2 separate regions of the Mus musculus genome follow, and region 1 is linked to region 2. Evidence: chromatin contacts called from public Hi-C data. All regions are on one chromosome and are shown on one strand. Each heading gives the region's core, a stretch centred on a gene start, on an enhancer-like site or on the middle of the called end of the contact. The rest is flanking DNA. Distances are from core to core; before and after follow the strand shown.

Evidence for each region. A called contact is a pair of places that touch in the nucleus more often than the background predicts.
Region 1: a contact with region 2 is called in a Hi-C map of neural progenitor cells, with 1.8 times the contacts expected there. The contact joins the promoter of Xrcc2 here to the enhancer-like site in region 2. A contact is called at or near these places in 2 of 39 promoter capture datasets (the 3T3-L1 cell line and hippocampal neurons), 7 of 484 Hi-C or Micro-C datasets (adipose-derived mesenchymal stem cells, cortical neurons, embryonic fibroblasts and 4 more), 4 of 115 datasets of contacts at active chromatin or transcription factors (astrocytes, embryonic stem cells, extraembryonic endoderm stem cells and 1 more) and 1 of 9 other capture datasets (adipose tissue).

What each region holds. Positions count from the first base shown.
Region 1 is chr5:25,704,175-25,707,981 of GRCm38.p6, reverse strand. It overlaps Xrcc2 (X-ray repair complementing defective repair in Chinese hamster cells 2), which reads left to right and starts at 2,185. Exons shown (of 3, transcript NM_020570.2): 1 at 2,185-2,304. The coding sequence starts at 2,266.
Region 2 is chr5:25,607,877-25,612,014 of GRCm38.p6, reverse strand. It overlaps Gm46903 (a long non-coding RNA gene), which reads left to right. Exons shown (of 2, transcript XR_001784824.2): 2 at 2,971-4,138. Among named protein-coding and RNA genes, the nearest start is that of Gm42235, 4.5 kb to the left of the region's middle. Within about 2 kb of position 1,879, at least 54 of the 459 cell types and tissues checked have an H3K27ac peak or open chromatin away from gene starts, as enhancers often do. A contact at or near this core is called in adipose-derived mesenchymal stem cells, cortical neurons and neural progenitor cells, where this site is marked.

The sequences.
Region 1 (3,807 bases), core at 936-3,435, 96 kb before region 2:
CACTAACCTAAGGATGGCCTCACCTACGATGGGCTGAGCCCCCCTCCATCAATCACTAATTAAGAAATTCCCTAGCTGCTGGTGGTAGTGGTGGTACACACCTTTAATCACAGCAGTTGGGAGGTAGAGACAGGCAAATCTATGAGTTTGAGGTCAGCCTGGTCTACATGAGTTTCAGGACAGCAGGCCTACACAGAGAAACCCTGTCTTTAGAAAAAAAAAAACAACAGGATGAGAGAGAGAGAGAGAGAGAGAGAGAGAGAGAGAGAGAGAGAAAACAGTCAAATCTTATGGAGGCACCAACTTTCAAAACATTCTAGTTATGGCAAGATGACATAAACTAGCCACCACAGATAATTCTTCAAGAATATGACAAGAGACAGAGAAATGACACAGAGCCAACCTCACACCTTTTCATAAGAAAACAACCTACAAATCTGTTGGAAAGGGAATTTTCAGGAAAGTTCCAGCAACTGACCTAGTAAGTTGTAAACTCCATTCAGGCATGTCTACTGTGACACGCTCCTAGAAAAGTTCAAATCTGATGCGTGGTAGTATGTCTTGTACAGACATTCATGTGTACTGTACACATAAGATTTGTACTCAGAGATGTACAGAGTATAAATATTCTATCTATCTAATCAGTGGGCGTTTGACAGGCAACAGTTAAGAAAACTATTCTCCTCTCCACTCCTTCCTCCACCCAAGATCTTAACACAATGGGCCAGGGAATATAATTCATCTGCAAGAGTGCTTAACTAGCATGCACTAAAGTGCCAATGCCTAGAATCTCATAGGAGTGCTGCTGGCCTGTATTTCTAGAACTTGAGAAAAACAAACAAAAGAAAATAACTATCTCTTGTGAGGCTATGCCAGTGTCCGGCAAATACAGAAGTGGATGCTCACAGTCATCTATCAGATGGAACACAGGGCCCCTAATGAAGGAGCTAGAGGAAGTACCCAAGGAGCTAAAGGGGTCTGCAACCCTATAGGAGGAACAACAATATGAACTAACCAGTACCCCTCCCCCAGAGCTGTGTCTCTAGCTGCATATGTAGCAGAGGATGGCCTAGTCGGCCATCAATGGAAGGAGAGACCCTGGTCTTGCAAAGATCATATGCCCCAGTACAGGGGAATGCCAGGGCCAGACAATGGGAGTGGGTGAGTTGGGAAGCAGGGCGAGGGGAGGGTATAGGGGACTTTGGGGATAGCATTTGAAATGTAAATAAAGAAAATATCTAAGAAAGAATGAAAGAAAGAAAGAAAGAAAGAAAGAAAAGAGAGAAAAGAGAGAAAAGAAAGGAGGAAAGAAAGAGAGAGAGAGAGAAAGAAAGAAAACAAACAAAAGGCAAACAACAAACCTAACCAAACCAAGAGCTTGAAAACTTCACAGGCTCAGTGTATTTCCACAGTTCTTTTCAATTCAATATACATTTTTCTCTTCCCACCCCAGTTATCTATAAATACCACAGCCAGTCATAGGCTTTTGCCTCAAGAAAGGACAAGAAGAGCGAGCTTGCTCAGTAACGGTGTTACTTCTCCTGTTAATCTGGTTATGCTGTTCTGCCCAGAGTAGTCTCCTGGGCTCGAACTATTATCTGGCTTCAGCCTCAGGAGTTGTTGGGACCACTGACACACCAAAAGCCCAAATCAGTAAACTTTTGTCCTAGTACCTTTGAGACACAATCTCATACTACAGCCCAAACTATAGCCTGATCCGACTCTTGGTGATTCTCTGCCTCAGCCTCCCGAGTGCTAGGATCACAGGCATACACAACCGTGGCAGGAAGATGTACTTTAAGTTTCTTTAGAACAAGTAAGCACGGGCAGTGGTGGTGATCGCCTTTAATCCCAGCACTCAGGAGGTAGAGGCAGGCAGACTTCTGTGAGTTCGAGGCCAGCCTGGTCTACATAGTGAATTCCAGGACAGCCACGACTACATAGGAAGTTCGTCTCTAAAAAACAAAAACAAAAAACTAAATAAGATTTAGAAATCACGTACATGTTAATTTTGCCTGATAAAGACCCGTCGAGATGAGTAACTGAAGATAACATAAGGACCATAAGGACTAAAGGAAACGCAGGAGACTGGCGTCACCAAGAGGGCGCCGCAGCTTTACTGCGCATGCCCTCGGCTTCTCTGGCTCCGAGCCCGCACAGTGCGCACGCGCACACAGGGTCATTGCTTTGACTGGCTGCGTCTTTCGCGCTTTTGCTAAATGGCGTTGCTGGCGGGTAGGTTGAACCCGCGGAGCTGGCCGGGCGATGTGTAGCGACTTTCGCAGAGCGGAATCCGGGACAGAGGTGAGAGCCGCGGGGCGACGGGAGGGCCGCGCACTACAGGGGGAGGTCGCCGAGCGGCGCCCAGGGCCACCGTGGGGCGGCGCGACAGCCGCCAGTGAACCGGTCAGGGATGGCGAGCCGTGCAGCAGGAGCTGGGGAAGGGAGGACCACCAGTTGAGGCATCAGTAGACGTTTTCTAAATTTAGGTAGCTTGCTTCACCTCTAACTAACCTGTTTGTGGCATCCGGCCTTCTGTATCCCAGAATACCCCTGTCGTCTATCTCTCCAGAGCCACGCAAGCCATTTCACTCAGGAACCGTTAAACGTTAACGTGTGTTACTTGTTCGAGTACTGTCAGCCAAGAGTTGGGAATAAGAAGCAACAACAACAAAATTAATCAACAGGCATGGTGGTACACGCCTTTAATCCTAGCACTAAAGAGGCGGAGGCAGGCAGATCTCTATGAGTTTGAAGTTAGCCTTTATATAGGTAGGTCCAGGCCAGTCAGGGCTCTATAGTGAGACCCTCTCTCACAAAACAAAATGTAATAATCGAAGCTTCTGTAAAATATACAGCATATGGTAAAAGCATGCCTCTCCAAAAGAGGGTAAGACAAATTGTAGGAGGAGCTAACTTAAATGTATTCAGAGGGGATCCAGGTAGCTCACGCTGGCCTTGAGCTTGCCGTGCAGCTGAGTATAACCTTGTCCTAGTTATTTATTTGTAGAAATTATGTAAATGAATGTGTGTCTGTGGGTTGGTATGTACCCATGTGTGTAGATGAATTTGGAGGCCAGAGGAAAAGGTGTCAGATGATCAGGAGCCGGGGTTATTAGCAATTGAGTTATCTGAGCCAAACTCATGTTCTCTGTAAGAGCAAAACCCATTCTTAACTGAAATCCATCTCTCTGGCCCCTAACCTTCGACTTCTGACCGTCCTGCCTCCGGAATGCTAGGATTACAAGTGTGTGCTACAGTGCCCTGTTATCCACTGCCAAGGATGGAATCCAGGCTTTCATGATTCCTAGGCATGGGATCTGCCACCAGAGCTACCGTTCCCAGCCCCTGAACTGGCACTGTAAGGACTGTTCAGTGGTTTGCTGCTGAGGAGGGAGCAGCTCAGGTATGGTCTGAACTTAGCAAGGGCAGCAGTTCCAACCTGTGGGTCACTGCCCCTTTCGCAGTCCTCTATCTCAAAAAATATTTACATTACAATTCATAACAGTAATAAAATGACAGTTAGGAAGTAGCTTCAAAAATAATTGTATGGTTGGGAGTCATTGCAGCAGGAGGAACTGTGCTACGGGGTTGAAGCGTTAAGAAGGTTGCTTTAGGGGAACAGCCAGTGGTTCTGTAGAGTCGGAACAAAGACAATGTTGGGAAGCGAGCTTTAAGAAATAGGTGGAGTACGCATCTCCCTGTGTAAACCCAGCCTGACGGACACACACGCACACACACACACACACACACACACACACATGCACACACACCACACACACACACACACACCACACACCACACACA
Region 2 (4,138 bases), core at 630-3,129:
TCTCCTTGTTTTGCGTCCATTCTGACCCTGTGGTGAGAGGGCCATGTGGAAAAAGCAGACCTGTCCTGCCACTAGCCTGGCAGGCAGGCCACTGGGAAACAGACTCTGTGACCCCCGTCATGGGCCACTGGGAAGCAGACTCTGTGACCCCATCAGGTATAGGTGTTGCAGCCCAGTCTTTATGCTGAGAACCACTGAACGGCACATCCCAGTCACGTGGACCCTGGACTTCCTACTCTCTGAGACAATGAGGGTTTCTTGCCATTTGGTTTTGTTTGGGTGTTTTGCTATGGTTTGTTTTCGGTGATAATGGGATTCAATCTTGGACCACAACTAGCTAGAGAAAAAGATTATGACTTGCGGAGGCCACAGGTTCTGGTTGCCACAAGACCTTACATGGCTGCTGCGTACTTGTCATTCCAAAACCTGGCCTGACTTCTCCCCTCTATCTCCCTGGGTCTGCTCTAACTCCTCCTGGGACCCAGAAGTCCCACCTTTTTCCTTTTGCCCAGCATTAGCTTCTGCCTTCTTTATTGACCAAATCAAGAACCAATTAGGGGAACAGCAGCTCCCCCTACATCAGCTCACTGCCCTCTACGCATACCTAGGTGACCACAGTTGTCCTTGTGCAGAGATAAGCAGTAAAACTGGAGAGATGGCTCACCAGTTAAGAGTACCGTCTGCTCTTCCTGAGGTCCTGAGTTCAATTCCCAGCAACTACATGGTGGCTCACAACCATCTGTAATGGGATCTGATGCCCTCTTCTGGTGTGTCTAAATACAGCTACAGTGTATTCATATGTGTAAAATAAATAAATAAATCTAAGAAAACCCAAAAACCAAAAAACATATGCCGGTTTTCTCTGGAGATTAGACTATTCACTGCTTTTCCCACTAGTCTTTTTTTCTAGTGTATGTTTGGGTTATTTATTTTAATGTTTTACTACATTTATTAACCAATTTGTGGGTTCAGGGAAGGGATTTGGGGAGAATAGAAGTCACAGCACATGCTTGGAGGTCAGAAGACAATTTGGAGACTCAATTATCTCCTTCTACCATGTGCGTCTCAGGAATCAAACTCAAGTCCCCAGACTTGGCAGCAAGTACCTTTACCCAGTGAGTTGTCCCTCTAGCCTGGTTGTTATTTGTTTATTGTTGGGGGGGGCGGGGTTGAGACAGGGTCTCACTATATAGTCCTGAATGCCCCCAAACTAACTATGTAGCATCTGGAACTCATAGAGATCTGCCTGCTTCTAACTTGAGTGGTTTTGGCAGGGTGGACAGGTTTTTATTCTGCAGCCACAGCTGGCCTCAAACTCACTGTGAGTCCAGGCTAGCCCCCAACTCAAAGCAATGCTGTCAATTCATCTTCCCCAGTGCCAAGGATACAGGTGTGAGCCATCAGGCCTGGAAACTTGTTCTTCTTCATATACAACCTTGCATGTCAGATCCCTGTCTCTCTGTGCTCTCTCTGTGTGTCTCTCTCTCTGTCTCTCTGTCTCTGTCTCTCTCTGTCTCTCTCTCTCTCTCTCTCTCACACACACACACATCTGTATTTTACTTCTCTTAACAATTATTACTAAATTAGTATTCTGGCCTGAGCCAGTTAATAAACATTTGTTTCCAATCTCTGCAATTACAGTAAATATTCTCGTGCATATATATTTGCATTAGTGCATTTTAAATGTTGTTTATTTCTTCCCTGCTTACTACTAAGGAGGATGGAAAATAGCTCGAGAGTATTTTGTAGTTGTGATTTGCAGATAATACAAGCAGGAGGCGGAAATGAAGCTGCCAGAACATTTACAAGAGAACTAAGCGCCAGTGCTGTTCAGAGAGGGCAAGACAGATGGGGCTTTGTTACACGTGATCCGAAGGCTTCTGCAGACGCCTCTGTGTGAATCCCAGGATTCACAGGAGCCTTCCTGGCAGCAGGAAGGGAAAGCAAAGCCGTAGTAAATCGACTTCTTTTCTAAACAGTCCCTCCCACTGAGTCATCCTTCATCTTTCTATTGTGAAACAAGAGTTCCAATGAATGCTGGTCCATGACACTTCCGCTTATGTTTTCTCTCCTCTTTTACTTTTTCCAATCTTCTCAATTTTTAAAAGGATTTTAAAAGTATACATGTGAGTGCCTGTATGGATGCATGTACGTACGTATTATGTATGTAGACCACATGAACACCTGGTGCACTCTAAGGCCAAAAAGGGTATCAAATCCTCTAAAACTGGAGTTACAGACAGTTGTGAGCTCCCATGTGAGTGCTGGAAAATAAATCCAGGTACTTTAAAAGAGCAGCCCATGCTCATAGCTGATGAGTCATCTCTCCTGACCCTCGGTTTTTTTGGTTGTTTTTTTTTTTTTCTTTCTTTTTTTTTTTTTTTCTGTTTATCTGGGTGGTAGTGGTGAATGCCTTTAATCCTAGCCCTTGGGAGGCTGAGGCAAGCAGATCTCTGAGTTCCTGCCAGCCTGTGCTACAGAGTGAGAAATCCAGTCTCGAATGACAAAAACAAAAACAATTTTTTCACTTATTTATTGTGGGTGGTATGGAGAAGAGGGTGTTTATGCTGTACAGCACACATATATAGAGGTCAAAGAACAACCCTGTGGAGTTAGCTCTCTTCTCCACCTTTCTGTGGGTTCTGGGACTGAACTCAGGTCAGCAGGCATACAGGGTAAGTGTCTTTACCTGTGGAGTCACCTCACTGGCCTCTGTCATGTCCACTTTGACTTTTGAAATCCTTTCTTCAGGATTGGAGAGGTGGCTCTGGAGTTAAGACCACTTCCTGCTCTTCCAGATGGCCTGAATTTCAGTCCCCAGCATTTATGTCAGACAATTCATCCAACATCCTCTTCTAGCCTCTAAACAACCACACAGACACATCATGCATACATACAGACACACATATACACCATACAAATATATATATTAGCATTATATGTTTTAAATTATATATTGTTTTCTTGCAGGACCAGGACAAAACCTACAACCTTGTGGGTGGCAAGCAAACACTCTACCACCGATGACCTCATGGCTGGATGTCCCCTGGCTCTGCAGCTTGCTAGGCGAGTAATCTACCAGATGGACACCAAGCTCTGGTCTTAAGTTTTAGTAGAATTTGGCTTGACCTGACCTCCACACTAGCCTATTGAGAAGCACGTCATCTATAGCTGCAGAGTTTTCCAGAGGTCACACTTGGGAAAAACTAAGTCATGGCCTAGAGAGAAGGCCAGGCACTTTCAGACTGGAGAGACTTGGAGAAACTTCTTGCATCTGAACTCCTCCCAAGACCTCTATGAGGCTGGCTTGCCTAAGCACTTGGAAGATGGAGGCTGGAACTCATGGTCATCCTAACACACACAAATCAAACTGTAAGGACAGTTAACAATGGCAGCGATGGAGAGGGGTGACCAGAAATTCCAAGAAGAATACAATTTGCGGCTCGATGGGATGAGCTTTTCTGCTGTTTGTTTTATTTCTGTTCCTTGAGACAGGGACTTGCCATGTAGTTAGTCCTCACTAGCCTACCACTTGCTTTGTAGGCTGGCCTTGGATTAAACGTGTGTGTGTGTGTGTGTGTGTGTGTGTGTGTCTGTCTGTCTGTCTGTCTGTCTGTCTGTCTGTCTCGCTGGGTGATGGTGGTCAGAGGCAGGGGCGACCAGCAGCGCAGGCAGCAAAGGTGCATGCCTTTAGTCCCAGCACCTGGGATGCAGAAGCAGGCAGCTTTCTGTGAGCTCAAGGCAAGCCTGCTCTACAGAGGGAGTTCCAGGGCAGCCAGGGCTACACAACAAAAACCTGTCTCAAAAACAAAAACAAACAAACAAAAATATGTGTGTGTGCAGCCCAACTCCACAAAATAGTATTTCAGTGCCCAGGAGGGTCGGTAGATTCCTCAGTTTGTGCTGACCCTTATACTAATTAAGCCCATTAAGTCAGATTACTTCTTTCTTCCATCCCCCCAGAGACAACCCCCAGGGTGTCCTCAAATGAACCCCGAAGAGACCAGGAGCTGAATCCTCACTCTGGAAGTTCTCAGTATTTTTTACACCACTATTTCAGTATCTTGTCACAACAGTCTCTGAAGATTCTCAAGAAAGAGATGACAGCCTGAGGACTGGAGAGATGGCTTGGTGCTTA